Regions from separate parts of the Pan troglodytes genome. Here region 1 is linked to region 2. A link is a contact called in public HiChIP or PLAC-seq data. All regions are on one chromosome and are shown on one strand. The core of a region is the stretch at or near the end of the contact, and the rest is flanking DNA. Distances in the headings are between cores, read along the strand shown.

Region 1 (4,262 bases), core at 1,002-3,501, 150 kb before region 2:
GCCTGCCTACATGACACAAATAGCAGTGGACTGTCACTCGTCAGTATCTGCAGTTCTGTTTACCAAAGCCTGCTTGCTAGAGACTTTTCAGGGCCTCCTTCCCTCAAAGCGTCCACTGTACCTCCATCTGGATACAATTAGCTGGCTCCCCACTTCCTGGACTGACGGTAACCACCTTTTCCAATGACCCTGAAGAAAACATGCAATCTAAGCTGCTTTAAGAGTAACCTACAACTGAGGACAAATTTTCTATCAACTCCCAGTACCCCTCTCTGCCGTGGCTGATTTGTTACTGGTTTTCCTTTTTTTTTTTTTTAATTTGAAAATGTAAGTAATTATACTAAGACCAGATCACTCTGAGATTGTTTTATTCTAATTTGTCCTAAGGACCTGCCTGTACTTAGAGCCTGATAGAAAGCCTAAGTTGATCTACTGGGCAGCTCTCTGGGCCTGGAAGGAAGAGCACATAACAAGACTTCAACAGTGAGCCTGGCTAGGTCCAGGCAGACCATGATTTCTGAAAGCAACAGCATGGTCCACATGGAATCAGGCTGCTGATGAACAGCAGTGAGAGGCTGCCTCTGAATCATATCTGCAGGGTCACCTGGGCCTGGTGGAGGCCCACAGTCATCCATTAGGCCCCAGTATCCTATGTGGGAGTATCCACGTCTAGTCTCTACTTCTCACTGCAGGAGAGGTGGCAGATGAGGGGGTTTCCTACTTTAAAGAAAGTAGAAGTTGTTTCCTTTCTTCCCTCCTCACAGCCTTGAGGGGGAGGTTGTGCCCAGCCTGACAGCAGCTGCCTTGCCCAAGATTACATCCTGTTCTGGGGGCAGCCCACCTCCAAACCAAGTCACTAGTGGGGTACGAAGGCCTGCCCTCTCTGCCAAAAGGCAGGTGCTGATGGACCATTCCAGTTCTAGAGTTCCCAAAGAGACGTCTTTTTGGAGAGGGGCAGGGTACCAGAAATCCTTCACTCAGGCTATAGCATGGCCACCAATTATAAGTAACTTGAGGCCCACCCAGCCAAACATGCCTTTCCGGGTCTAGTGCTGGGTTCCAGAACAGGAAGCCTGGCAAATTCCTACTGCCACAGATTCTTTTTACTATTATTATTGTCACCTTATTTTTCTTTTGGTGGAACCCCTCTAGGGCTTCCACCAGATTCTCCACCATTTACGCTATCAATTTTATCAGTTTTGGTTTTATCGTTTCGGTGCTTCTTTTTGCTAACGGTAGCAGCCAATATACATCATCTCTGGAGACAGATCACGCCATAGAAAATATTGTCGTTTTCCTCATTTTTCTTAACGCCACAGAGTCAGCTGGGCTGTAGTACCAGCCCGGATGTACCAGTTTACTCAGCCACTCCCCCTCTCATGGACATCTGCATGGTTTCCAGTCTTGCAAATTCATACAGTGCCACTACAAATAAAACCTTGCGCGTATGCTGTTTTCATATTTGTGCAAGTTTACTTTCAGAGTAGATTCTAGAGGTGGATTGCCGGTCAAAGGTAAATTTGCACTCCCTCCCAACAATGCAGGACCGATCAGGTTCCTGTATTGTCCTTAACAGCGTACCTCGCTTGTTAAACTTTTGGATTTTTGACAATCTGATGGATCAGAAGCCTTAGCTCAGTGAGGTTTTCGTTTGCGTTCTTCTGATTATGAAAAAGGCTGAGCACCCACTTAAATGTTTAGGGGCCCCTTGCATTTTTTTTTTTCCTGTAAACTGTCCATTCATGTCTTGTCCCATTTTCTACTGAATACCATCCATTAAATCTCCGCTTTAGCTCATGAGTTGCGCACATTTCCGACGATCTTGGCGGTAATTTGGGCTCAGCGCGGTAGTTTTCCAACCCTGACCCTGCACGGGGAGGGGGTGCCTTAACTAAGGTAACGAAAAGGAATCTGGGTAATTCCAGGGAAAGCCTACTAAAATCAGGAGGCTTTGTGAGAGCCAAAATACTAACTTTCAAAAAAGCGAAAATACTCCCAAAACTCACCGGCAGCGGTTTTACTTACGCGTTAATTATGCTACTGTGCCCGTTTTATGTACTGTAGGGACCAACGCACGGAGAATACCACCCACCCGCGAAGTGAACCAATCACTGCCATAGCGCCGGTATCCCTCTGCGGCATTTCAGTGGTTCAAGCACCTGCCAATCTGCCGCGAAGCCAAAGGCCTTGATCCCCATTGGGTATCGCGTCCTTCCATCTTCCCCACCTCAAGCCCGCCCCACGCCGAGGGTGGAAAGCCCCGGATGTCCGGCCACACACAAGATCTAGTTCCCTCAGTGATTGACAAGGGCCATCGTCCAATGAGAATGCGGCCCAACCCGGCCTGGGATTACAGGCGTGAGCCACCGTGCCGGGCCTGGGGGAGCATTTCATGAGCTCCACGAACGGTCCTTGGGCACCAAGCTGGGCCCGGGAATACCAAGATGAGCTGAAACCAGTCCCTGCCCTCTGGGACACCTGTGTCTCCACCTTCCTCCCCCTGACGCTCCCAGGCTTGCCCTCGAGCAGCAGATTCAGAGGGTGGCCCAGGGTTTCAGGGGGTTTCAGACGGCGGTACTGCAGCTGGCGCCAAGACACACACACACACACACACCCTTGCTTTTCACATTCCCTATTGTCCCAGGCCTAAGGTAAAACCAGCAGTTCCGTACACACCCAGCTTCACATCTCACCGTGGTGTCTGGTACTGGGCTGACAGTCACACCTTCCCTCACCTGTGCTTGCCCTTTCAAGTCCTGCCCTAGGCACCTCAGCTGGGCTTTACCAGAGCACGTAGAGTGCAGGCTGAGTGCGCGTGAAATGGGTTGGACTTACCACTCGGCTGAATGATCACATTCCTTTTCTCCACCCAGTCGTGGCCCCCTGCAGGCTCCACACCGCGGGGGGTGGCCCCACCAACCTGGACTCTTCGGGCCTGATGGCGGCCTGAGTCCTCTACAAGTGAAAATTCCTCAGACCAGGGTTGCTGAACCGTGTTAAATAGCTCAGTCTGCAATCAGCGTTTTTGAAAATCTCCCTTTTCTCATTCTTTTCAGTACTTTAATTACTTTTTGTGGCTCTTACTAAGATGGGACAGGCTATGCTCACAGGCTGTCAGACGCTCAGCTCCTTCAATGGTTTATCACATTCACCTCGGGACTGCCACAGGTGGTGTCTTTGGTTCTCTTTGTACTCAGCTTCAATGATACTGCAAGTTAAATTTCAGAAGAGGAGGCAGCTGGCAAGGGGAATAAAATTAAGAAAATTGTTCCAGGAAGAAAAGGTTCAATGAGAGAAATGGGAGAAAGGGGGCAAAGCACAGAGGATTCAGATTTGAATATTGAATGTTGCGAATTGGTCCATTTACTCTCAGACATTTATTGAGCCTGTCTTCATGCAAAACACTATGGTAGGTGACGTAATGCAGAACGAACTCCACTTGGTTTCTACTTGCAAGGCGAGGTGACAGGAAGTTTTGATAACTTTTTGGAGTGCATGCCAAGTGCCCTGCAGAGCATTGTGCTGTGTGCCTTGCAAATAAATGTTCTCATTAATCACTGCTCTATGAAGGCTGTAACATTCTTTTACAGATGAAGAAAACAAAACTCAAAACATTGAATAAGACTCAATAAATAAGCAAAAGATCTAAATAGACATTTTCCCAGAAAAGATACACAAATAACCTATAAGCACATGAAAAGATGCTCAACATGTCAATCAAATGCAAATCAAAAACTGCAAAATGAGACACCGCTTTACATCACGAGGATGGCTATAATAAAAAAGACAGATAATAACAAGTGGTGGGGAAGTGGAGGAATTGGAACCCTCACACACTCTTCATGGAAATGCAAAATGGTGCAGCTGCTTTGGAAAACTGGCAGTTTCTCCCAATATTAAAGTGATACCAAATGATGCAGCGATTCCGTTCTTAGGTGTATAACCAAAAGAATATGTACGTACTCTTAGGCATATGCCTATGAAAACATATGTCCACATAAAAACTTGTACATGGATGCTTGGAGCAGCATTATTCATGATAGCCAAAAAGCGGAAATAATAGCTAAAAGGTGGTCAGGTGCAGTGGTTCATGTCTGTCATCCCAGCACTTTGGGAGGCCAAGGTGGGCAGATCACCTGAGGTAAGGAGTTCAAGACCAGCCTGGCCAACGTGATGAAACTCCTTCTCTACTAAAAAAATACAAAAATACAAAAATAAAAATAAAACTAGCTGGGCGTGATGGTATGCCTGTAATCCCAGCT
Region 2 (4,680 bases), core at 1,936-4,435:
TAAACCAGCCCCGTTTCTATCAGCCTGGCCAGCATGCAGGTCTCCACATCACCATCTAGAGTATCACGCACACATCTACCATATATACAGATATATTCTATATACGAGCTATATATAAATATATATACATATATATATATACACACATACATATCTAGAATGTGTATCCGCGGTGCCCAGAAGCCTCGGTTTGGCCCACCTGTGAGTGGGGCAGGGAGGGGTTCCGGTTGTGCAGAGAACAGAGTGTTCTGGCAAAGAGGAAATCCCACAGCAGCGCAGAGGACCTGGGCCTGGAGGGGCAGGGCTGGGGCAACCCGGCTTGGCGGCAAAGCCCAGCCCCTTCTCAGACCAGCTCCCCACATTCCTGAATTCCACTTCCAGGCAGAAAGGAGTGGGCTCCCCCTACTCCCTCAGAGGAACTGACTCACCGGCTGTCCTAGAATGGGCAGGGGCAGAGCGAAGTTCTGGGTGGGATGACCGCACTGGGGGAGGGGCCTCAGTCCAGAAACCTCGACCGCCAGCTCCACCTGCCTTGGCCACCAGGGCAGCCCCCGGGGGATCCGGGCTGCTGGGCAGCAGGTCGGCGGGACCACATGCCTGGGTCTCACCCTCAGCTCCGAGGGCCGAGGGCTTTCCCCACCCCACCCTCCTCCTGGCCGGCAGTCGGCCCTGTCTATTCATCTGCGTCAGGCTTGCCAGGGGGGCCCCCCGTGTGTGCCCCTTGGTCACGTGTGTCGTCTTCAAGGATGTTTTGCTGCTGTGGCTCCTGCTGTGTCCCCTCCTGGCCCATCCTCATCCTCATCCTCATCCTCATCTGTGCAACCGCCCGTCCTCCTTTTCTAGTTTCTGATGTTTGTAACCAGACCCAGCTGTGTCATTAAACAGACCCGTTCTTGCTGTACCTGTGCACACTCGTGCAGTCTCTTCCTGCCACCTTCCCTCACCTCTGTCCCCCATCCCTGGTTCTGGACGCAGGCCTTTTTCCTGAAAGTCCTCCCCTGACCTCCCACACCAAGGGCGCCCCATCCCCTGTCCCACACCAAGGGCGCCCCATCCCCTGTCCCACACCAAGGGCGCCCCATCCCCTGTCCCACACCAAGGGCGCCCATCCCCTCTCCCACACCAAGGGCGCCCATCCCCTCTCCCACACCAAGGGCACCCCATCCCCTGTCCCACACCAAGGGCGCCCCATCCCCTGTCCCACACCAAGGGCGCCCCATCCCCTGTCCCACACCAAGGGCGCCCATCCCCTCTCCCACACCAAGGGCGCCCATCCCCTCTCCCACACCAAGGGCGCCCATCCCCTCTCCCACACCAAGGGCACCCCATCCCCTGTCCCACACCAAGGGCGCCCCATCCCCTGTCCCACACCAAGGGCGCCCCATCCCCTGTCCCACACCAAGGGCGCCCATCCCCTCTCCCACACCAAGGGCACCCCATCCCCTGTCCCACACCAAGGGCACCCCATCCCCTCTCCCACACCAAGGGCGCCCCACCCCCTGTCCCACACCAAGGGTGCCCCATCCCCTGTCCCACACCAAGGGCGCCCCATCCCCTGTGTCTCACCTTTGGCTCCCCCTGGGCTTCTCTCTAAATTGGGGATTAAGATTGCTGTGGGTTCCTCACCTGGTTCATCAGGAACGCAGGGCTGGAAACCGGAACTGGGGTTTTGTGGGGGTTGGGGGAGGTCAGCCTTGTTAAAAGGTCAGGAGGCAAGGCCGGGCACGGTGCCTCACACCTGTAATCTTAGCACTTTGGGAGGCCGAGGTGGGCAGATCACTTGAGGTCAGGAGATCAAGACCATCCTGGCCAACATGGTGAAACCGCATCACTACTAAAAATACAAAAATTAGCCAGGCGTGGCGGCGCGTGCCTGTAGTCCCGCTACTCAAGAGGCCGAGGCAGGAGAATCGCTTGAACCCAGGAGGAGGAGGTTGCAGTGAGCCGAGATCGCGCCACTGCACTCCAGCCTGGGCAACAGAGCAACACTCAGTCTAAAAAAAAAAAAAAAAAAAAACAAGGCCGGGTGTGGTGGCTGACGCCTATAATCCCAGCACTTTGGGAGGCTGAGGCGGGCAGATCACGAAGTCAGGAGATCGAGACCATCCTGGCTAACACGGTGAAACCCCGTCTCTACTAAAAATACAAAAAATTAGCCGGGCGTGGTGGTGGGCACCTGTAGTCCCAGCTACTTGGGAGGCTGAGGCAGGAGAATGGCGTGAACCCGGGAGGCGGAGCTTGCAGTGAGCCGAGATCTGGCCACTGCACTCCAGCCTGGGGGACAGAGCGAGACTCCGTCTTAAAAAAAAAAAAAAAAGTCAGGAGGTTTTTAAGATTTGGTTCTGGAAATCTCCTCCCAGCAAGGGTACAATAGAGATGAAGGAATCAGAGGCGAGATATCCAGACAGAAGGCAGAAGGGCCCTGTTTGTCCCAGTGCTTTAGTGATAGATCCAAGGATTGAACCTTGAACCTTGACCTTCTTTTATTTATTTATTTATTTATTTATTTTGAGACGGAGTTTTGCTGTTGTTGCTCAGGCTGGAGTGCAATGGCACAATCTCAGCTCACCGCAACCTCTGCCTCCTGGGTTCAAGCAATTCTCTTGCCTCAGCCTCCCAAGTAGCTGGGATTACAAGCATGTGCCACCACGCCCGGCTAATTTTTGTATTTTTTAGCAGAGACGGGGTTTCAGCATGTTGGCCACGATGGTCTTGATCTCCTGACTTCAGGTGATCTGCCCACCTCGGCCTCCCAAAGTGCTGGGATTATAGGCGTGAGCCACCGTGCCTGGCCTGAACCTTGACCTTCTACACCTGAACACCGGAGGCTGCGCACAGGCAAAGCTGAGGGCCCGGCCCTGCTGCTCAAGTTACATGCGGTGGATCAGCCCTTGGGTGTTTGAGAAAGGAAGCCTGCTTTCATCAGCCTTAAACCCCCAACACCTTCCCTGAGCTCTCAGCTCCCAGACCCCTTCCTCAGCCTTCTATCCCTCACCCCATAGTCTGCTGGGTCAGGCCTGCCCAGCCCCCACCCGACGATGGAGGCGGCAGCAGCAGCAGCTCCCTGAGAAGGGACCAGGAGGTCACCAGCCCCGGGTGGGCTGCAGGAGAAGCAGGAAACAGCCTCTGCCCCTTGGGAGTCCTGCGGGCTGCCTGGGAAGACTCAGCTGACACGCAGGAAGAGTCTTGTCTCCCAGACCATGAACTCCTTGAGTGCAGCCTCCGCCTTTGTCTCCTGGGCCTGGCACAGGGGAGGAACTAAGTAGAAATCCAAAGAATCAATAAATAAACACTCTTAGAAAGCAAGACAAATACCCGGCACAGGCCAAGAGTGAGCTGTGTGAACTAAAACAGTGCAGGGCAGAGAGGACAGTGCGGGCCCCGCCTTTCCAGGGAGGCAATGCCAAAAGACAGCGTGCTGGCTCTGGGCCCACACTCCATCTCTCACTGCTATGTGACCTTGGGCAAGTCACGCAGCCTTTCTGAGCCACAGTCACCTCTAACTTATGCGGTCTCTTCCTGCCTCATGTTCACTGCAGGAGTGAACATGAAGCCTGCCTTGCAAGGCAGGTACGAGGAGGAGGAGGATGGATGCCACGGTGCAGGGGACAGTGACTGTCAGGCCATCAGGGCCACGTCGGAAGGCAAAGCAAAAGAAATAGAAGGAACCAGCTGGGCGCGGTGGCTCATGCCTGTAATACCAGCACTTTGGGAGGCCGAGGCAGGTGGATCACTTGAGGTCAGGAGTTCCAGACCAGCCTTGCCAACATGGTGAAACCGTGTCTCTACTGAAACCCTGTCTCTACTAAAAATACAAAAATTAGCCAGGTGTGATGGCGGGCGCCTGTAATCCCAGCTACTCAGGAGGCTGAGGGAGGAGAACACTTGAACTCAGGAGGCGGAGGTTGCAGTGAGCCGAGATCACGCCATTGCACTCCAGCCTGGGCGACAGAATGAGACTCCGTCTCAAAAAAAAAAAAAAAGAAAAGAAAGAAAAGAAAAAGGAAAATAAAAGAGGCTGGGCATGGTGGCTCACGCCTGTAATCTCAGCACTTTGGGAGGCTGAGGCAGGAGGATCACGAAGTCAGGAGTTCGAGACCAGCCTGGCCAACATGGCGAAACCCCGTCTCTACTAAAAATACAAAAATTAGCCGGGCGTGGTGGCAGGCACCTGTAATCCCAGCTACTTGGGAGGCTGAGGCAGGAGAATCACTTGAACTCAGGAGGCGGAGGTTGCAGTGAGCCGAGATTGTGCCATTGCACTCCAGCCTGGGCAACAAGAGCAAGACTCTGTCTCAAAAAAAAAAAAAAAGAAAGAAAGAAAGAAAGAAAAGAAAAGAAATAGAAGGAACCCAGGAGAGCTTCTAAGTCCTGGGCCCAGGGCCCCTGGTGGGCCCAGGCAAGCCAGAGCTGGAACCGGAGCCAATGGGGATCACAGAGCCATGGGCCGTAGGGACTATCAGAGGAAAAGGGGCATCTGAGGTCGGGGATGAGGGAGACCATCAGGGAAGAAAGGCCCCCCTCCTCATTTCATACCACTTGGCTTGAGAATGGTGAAGGGGCTTCTGAACTCATCAAAACTGGAATCCTTCGAGAACGTGGCCCTTCTGGAAGGTTCTTCCTGCTCTCCATTCCCAATAGAGAGGACACTGGCAATTAGCGAATCAGCCAGACCCGGGC

What was found. HiChIP or PLAC-seq counts read pairs in DNA pulled down with a chosen protein or histone mark.
Region 1: an H3K4me3 HiChIP or PLAC-seq map of stem cell-derived excitatory neurons shows a contact between it and region 2, with 2.7 times the contacts expected there. The contact joins two enhancer-like sites. A contact is called at or near these places in 1 of 7 Hi-C or Micro-C datasets (stem cell-derived neural progenitor cells) and 1 of 1 datasets of contacts at active chromatin or transcription factors (stem cell-derived excitatory neurons).

The regions. Positions count from the first base shown.
Region 1 is chr19:89,673,265-89,677,526 of NHGRI_mPanTro3-v2.0_pri, reverse strand. No RefSeq gene overlaps it. Among named protein-coding and RNA genes, the nearest start is that of ST6GALNAC1, 28 kb to the right of the region's middle. Within about 2 kb of position 2,251, at least 21 of the 24 cell types and tissues checked have an H3K27ac peak or open chromatin away from gene starts, as enhancers often do. A contact at or near this core is called in stem cell-derived excitatory neurons, where this site is marked.
Region 2 is chr19:89,525,791-89,530,470 of NHGRI_mPanTro3-v2.0_pri, reverse strand. CYGB (cytoglobin) reads left to right here. Exons shown (of 3, transcript XM_016932957.4): 3 at 1-901. Among named protein-coding and RNA genes, the nearest start is that of CYGB, 12 kb to the left of the region's middle. Within about 2 kb of position 3,185, at least 2 of the 24 cell types and tissues checked have an H3K27ac peak or open chromatin away from gene starts, as enhancers often do. A contact at or near this core is called in stem cell-derived excitatory neurons, where this site is marked.